2 separate regions of the Sus scrofa genome follow, and region 2 is linked to region 1. The links are chromatin contacts, called in public HiChIP or PLAC-seq maps. All regions are on one chromosome and are shown on one strand. Each heading gives the region's core, a stretch centred on a gene start, on an enhancer-like site or on the middle of the called end of the contact. The rest is flanking DNA. Distances are from core to core; before and after follow the strand shown.

Region 1 (2,731 bases), core at 123-2,622:
AGGTGCTATGACCACAGCCTCTCTGCTCCTCATTACCCATCCCCAGGCAGGGATACACATACCCACCAACAGGTGCCTTCTCAAATCCGGGCCTGCCCTGCGCTGCTCCCTCTACGTGTCCCTCAGCTCTTCCTCTCTCTTCCTCTAAGGGTGAGCTGAAGTGTCACCTCCTCGGTGGGTGCATCTGCCCCATCCGCCCTCTAAAGTGTCCAGTACGGCTTCCTGTGTTCACCTCTACTGTAACACACAACCTGTCGCATCGTAATGATTTATCCATTTCTTCTATTACAGTCTGGCTCCCAGAAGCTAAAAGCCTTGCAATTCTCTTTTTTTCCAGTGACCAGCATGCCACCTGATCCATGGCGGGAGCCTCAACATTTACTGCATAAACAAATACTGTCATTGCTATTGCAAGAAACGAAGGTTCTCCCACGTCCCTGCCGAGATGAACTGGGAAGTCAGCAACGTCCCCAACCTAGGCCTTTCTCTTAGCGCTGCCACCCAGCTTCTCTCCTCCAAGTCCCTGGAACTGCATGAGACCTTGTGCGCATGCAGCTTATTATTCCTGACATAGGGATAGCTGCCTGGATTTTAAGCTACACCTCCCCTAAGTAAAACTGCCACATAACACCAAGCCTGGGAAAACATGGGAAGAGAACATCCAATTCCAAAATGACTCCAGCATCAGACAGGGAATCTCTAATCATTTTCTCTCTGCACCAATTTCTTCAATTGTTTCTTTCTCTCCCTTCCCTTCGTGCGTGTATGCCTGTATTATACCATTCATCATCTCATTCCATCTTCACTCTCTGCCCTCACCTATAACCAGGTGATCATGGTTTTCCTTCCATGTCAACAGTGAGCTCACAGAGTCTAAGAACTCCCTTTTTCTTCCTTTTTTTTTTAGGGCTGCATATGCGTCATATGGAGGTTCCCAAGCCAAGGGTCCAATTGGAGCTGCAGCTGCCAGCCTACACCACAGCTACAGCAATGCCAGATCCGAGCCCCATCTGCAACCTACATCACAGCTTGTGACAACACCAGATCCTTAACCCACTGCATGAGCCCAGGGATCAAACCCGAATCCTCACGTACACTATGCCAGGTTCTTAACCCACTGAGCCACAATGGGAACTCCCTCTTTCAAAATCATACTCATCTCTTATGCTATGATGGGGCCAACAGAGTAGGGGCTCAAGAAGGATGAGGTGTATGGATAGATGAGTGACGACACCCAGTCGGGACTTTTGAGATGTTCCCGTCCTACAACCTGAGGGGAACTGGGGGTGGAGGGTGCAGTACTGTCACTCAGGCACTCTGGAGTGACTGGGTTGCTTTCAGTTCCTCAGCACCGTGGGCAGCACTGTCCATCCCACCACTGCACTTGGTTTCATCTTCCCCCTTTGCAGAGAGGGGAGTAATCATTTCTGCTTCTGTGCCTGCCACCCCAGGCCTCTGTGGAAGTGGGACCTTCAGGATGCCACCGAGCAGGGCACGTCCAAATAGAAACTGCTAGCGAAGGAGAGGAGAGTCCAAGTCCCCACTCTGCAGCAGAACTGATGCCAAGGGCTGTGGCTTCAAAGGCAGCCTGCAGAGGTTAAAATGAAATGCAGTGGCAAAGAGAAAGGACTGGAATTCTGCTCTGCCAAAAACCAAGGGCACCAACTAGGACACTGAACTGGAAATGATGCTGCTTCTTTGTGGCTGGAATCGGGCCATGACAGTCATTTGCTTTGTGCCTGTAACCCTGAAGGGGTGCAGTCTGCAGAGAGCCAGCCAAGGACCAACGGATCCAAGCCCGCCCACTGCCCTCCCCAGTGGCTGTGTCCTTTACGGGGGGCACAGAGTGGGGACCCACTGAGGGCCAGCAGTCACTGGCCCTCTGAGCCCTACATTGATTTTGCTGAAACTGGAAAGACTGCTGGTCAACTCCAGGCTGTGAAGCATCCTGAGGAAGTCCTTACTCTGAGAAGAAGTAAGTTTCATCAAATCTTGTTGGACATCAGGCTCAGAGGAAAGCGTGCACTTCATAAAATCTCATAGACGTGGCTTTCTCCTCTTATCTCCAGCTGGCACACAATTTCCCCCCCCCCCCCACTCACCCACAATGGTCCTTGCCTGACTCGTACAGCACTCTCTGTGGGACTACAGGTTTTCGTTAGGGTCTTTTTGTCAGCACCCAGACAGCCAGCATCTCGATCTGGCCGTCATGCCTCAGGCCTGCCCTCTGGTGGCGAATGAGGAGAGTGGTTCTGGTGCCCTTGGTCCATGTCTGGTGTGATGGATGACTCAGGACTAAAGGAAAAGGCCTTGGAGACACTTATTACAGCGATCCTGGGTCTTAATCACCTGGAGTGACTTTATCTCTGCATCACCATCATCTGAGGCCCCAGCGCAGACTTGTTGATTAGAATCTCCGGAGATAAGGCCCAGGAATGTTTTTAAGCTATTTTCTCTCTGGTCTCTAGACCACCCCCGCTCTCCTTTTACAGAAGAGGAAGTTGGGAGAATGTGAATGAAAATGCAGGTCTCAGAGTTCCCTGGTGGCCCAGCAGTTAAGAATCCTGTGCCATCACTGCTGTGACTCAGGTTCAGTCCCTTGCCCAGGAACGTCCACATGCTGAGGTTGCAGCCAAAAAAAAATTAAAAATAAATAAATAAAATGCACATCTCACTCCCTACCTGGGACTTTCCTCTCCCCAAAGTACATTGATGTCCTGCTCTTTATCCA
Region 2 (2,731 bases), core at 131-2,630, 37 kb before region 1:
ATGGCCACCTTCCAAGACCCAAGTAGGGGACCAGCCAATATATAAGAGAGCAGATCCAGCAGCTGTACAGAGATAACTGACCATTTAACCAGAACGTGAAGAAGGGGCGCGGGCCACCATCTTCGTCCTCCTGTCTCCTCGCCCCTGCTCTTGGCTTTGTCGATCTGAGCCCTAAGAGGACTCCCCTAAGGCCACCTGGTTAACAGACAAGACTAGACAAGGCAGTAGCCCAAGCCCCTGAGCCTCGAGGTACACAGAGCAAAGCTGTGCTTTCTCTCAGCTCCGTGTAATGCTCACAGACAGACAGACAGACACTGAATAGGAAGTGCCAGTCCCAAAGCAGGATGATGAAATTGTGGCCCAGGGAGCAGGCCAGGAAAGCCAAAGGTGAAAATTCCAGCCAAAGTCCTCAGAAAACAAAGCTTCCAATCCCAGGCCCATGTAGAATTTCTCTGAGAGATGTTGAAATCGTTGGCTAACTGTGGGAGAGGGCTCTGTTTCCTGAAACGAGACAGGCATTCTGAGACTTAGTCTGGAAACAGGCCAACTTTATGGCATCTCACATCCCCGCACTGGTGGGAGAGACACAAAATTTGCTTCAGGCTAGCATCTGCATCCTGGAATTCGGCTAAAGCCTCCTGAAGTCCTGGGGATTCTCACAGACCGACAGGGACTTCACAGGCCCGGCAGCTGGTTGGCTCTCAAAGGCCCCCTCAAACAATGGGGCCTCCACTCCACCAGCAAAATAGGCTCATGTTCACGGAGGAAAAAAAAATGTGAGGGAGCCAGTAAGTTTTTAGAACCAGTAAGTGCTGTGTGGGAACGGTCTGCAGTGCTATAACGGTCCACACCAAGTGTGCTGCAAACAGGGCAGGAGGAAACCCCACAGGGCACTGACTGCACAAGTTTGGGGCTCTGGTTCCAAGCTCAGCTGTTGTGGGTTGAATCCAGGCACCGCCACTGACTAGTTCTAGGGCCTTAGGCAAGTGACTTAAACCACCCCACCCCGTGCCTCAGTTTCCCCATCTGCAAAATAAGAACAGCAACCATGGCTACTTCAGCATATAGGGATCAAAAGCATGAGCTCTGCGGTCAGACTGCCTGAGTGGGCACCTCAGCTCTGCCACCCACTAGCTGTACGACTCAGGATCCCTCACCCTCTCTGGGTCTCAGTTTTTCTTATCTGTGAAATGGAGATAATAGTACCTCCTCACAGGGTTGGCACGAAGTGGTGTTTGTAAAGGGCTCCCAACAGTCCCTGGCAGAGTGGGTCTTACATAAGCATTTGTTAAATAAATTGAAAGTAAAAGAGGATTGTCTTGAGCACAGAGGGCTGCTTGACCTAATTCCTGGCACGAAGTCAGTCTTCTGCAAATGCTCTGCTGTGCTTTGTGGTCTAATGCGAAAGGGCTCAGCGTTTGGGCATCGTGGGGCCAAAGGCGCCCTCTAGGGCTGCCCACGGACCAGGCGGCAGGGGCAGGGCTCAGGAGGGGGCTCAGGTGGAGAACCACGAAGAGTGACAGAGCGCAGGAGGGAGGCAGATAAAGGCATAATTGAGAGGAGGAAGCCCGAGGTGCCACAAGAAAGGCATGGAGTTTTAATTTATTCATTTAGGCAAACGGTCTTCACATAAAACTGAATAAGACTCAACCAAGCAAAACAAATCTGTCCTGTTTACCCAGCAAGTAGGCATTGGTCATAAAGTAAAAGACAGTAAATGCCAGAGCAGGAAGAATCACAGAGACCCTCTGTCAACAGACATAAATAGAGACTTTTCACCTCCCCGGGAACCTCCTTCCCCACACCCCTCCCGACCCTGGGTCTCCATGATGGAAACAATTTTCCAATCAAATGGAACGTATTAGGCATAAAGAAATGCATCCATTCTATTTTCAATCAAATGCAAGAAAAACGGCCAAGCAGAGCGGAAAACACAAATGATCATCATTTACAAAGTCCTTGTAAAATTCCAATCGCAAGCAAAGAAACCTGACCTTATCCAGGAAACATCACGGCAATAACTCCCCAGCAGGCTTTTAGAATATGGAAATGATTTTTATTTTCAAAATCCCCTAAGGGATTTGGTAACTGCAGGCTGGGGTCAGTGACCTGGTTCTCCCCTTTCTCCTTCCAGGGGAGAGCAGGAGGTGAGTTTCCTAAGAGTTGGAAGCAGAGGCAGCCCCTAGGAGCGGCAGATTTCCCGAACAGACCCCCTTCCTTCAGCATCCTTGGCCCCAGGCACCAGGATGATGACCACAGGGCATGTGCGTGTTTGTGTGTGCGTGCGTGCGTGCGTGCGCGCGCATATGCCTGCCTGCATATGATGGGGGTCGGGGGAGGCAAGTCCCCTACTCTGCTTCCCGTGGCCTCCAGGCTGCTGTTAAGAAAACGGAGGTGGCGTTCCCATTGTGGCTCAAAAGTTTACAAACCCAACTAGTATGCATGAGGATGCAAGCTGGATCCCTGGCCTGGCTCAGTGGGTTAAGGATCCGGAGTTGCCATGAGCTGTGTGTGGTGTAGGTCTCAGACGCAGCTCAGATCTGGTGTTGCTGAGGCTGTGATGCAGGCCGGCCGCTGTAGCTCTGATTTGACCCCTAGCCTGGGAACCTCCCTATGCCATGGGTATGACCCTAAAAAGCAAAAAAGTAAAAAGAGAGAAAGAAAAGAGAGGAGACTTCACAAAGTCGGCCATAAATAAATTCCAGACTACAAACCAATGAAGGAAAGCATG

What was found. HiChIP or PLAC-seq counts read pairs in DNA pulled down with a chosen protein or histone mark.
Region 2: an H3K27ac HiChIP or PLAC-seq map of alveolar macrophages shows a contact between it and region 1. The contact joins two enhancer-like sites. A contact is called at or near these places in 12 of 47 Hi-C or Micro-C datasets (alveolar macrophages, brain, embryonic fibroblasts and 6 more) and 2 of 2 datasets of contacts at active chromatin or transcription factors (alveolar macrophages and skeletal muscle).

What each region holds. Positions count from the first base shown.
Region 1 is chr14:10,462,317-10,465,047 of Sscrofa11.1, reverse strand. All of the region lies in intron 1 of DPYSL2 (dihydropyrimidinase-related protein 2), which reads right to left. Among named protein-coding and RNA genes, the nearest start is that of DPYSL2, 35 kb to the right of the region's middle. Within about 2 kb of position 1,372, at least 12 of the 83 cell types and tissues checked have an H3K27ac peak or open chromatin away from gene starts, as enhancers often do. A contact at or near this core is called in alveolar macrophages and retroperitoneal adipose tissue, where this site is marked.
Region 2 is chr14:10,498,845-10,501,575 of Sscrofa11.1, reverse strand. All of the region lies in intron 3 of DPYSL2 (dihydropyrimidinase-related protein 2), which reads right to left. Among named protein-coding and RNA genes, the nearest start is that of DPYSL2, 72 kb to the right of the region's middle. Within about 2 kb of position 1,380, at least 41 of the 83 cell types and tissues checked have an H3K27ac peak or open chromatin away from gene starts, as enhancers often do. A contact at or near this core is called in alveolar macrophages and retroperitoneal adipose tissue, where this site is marked.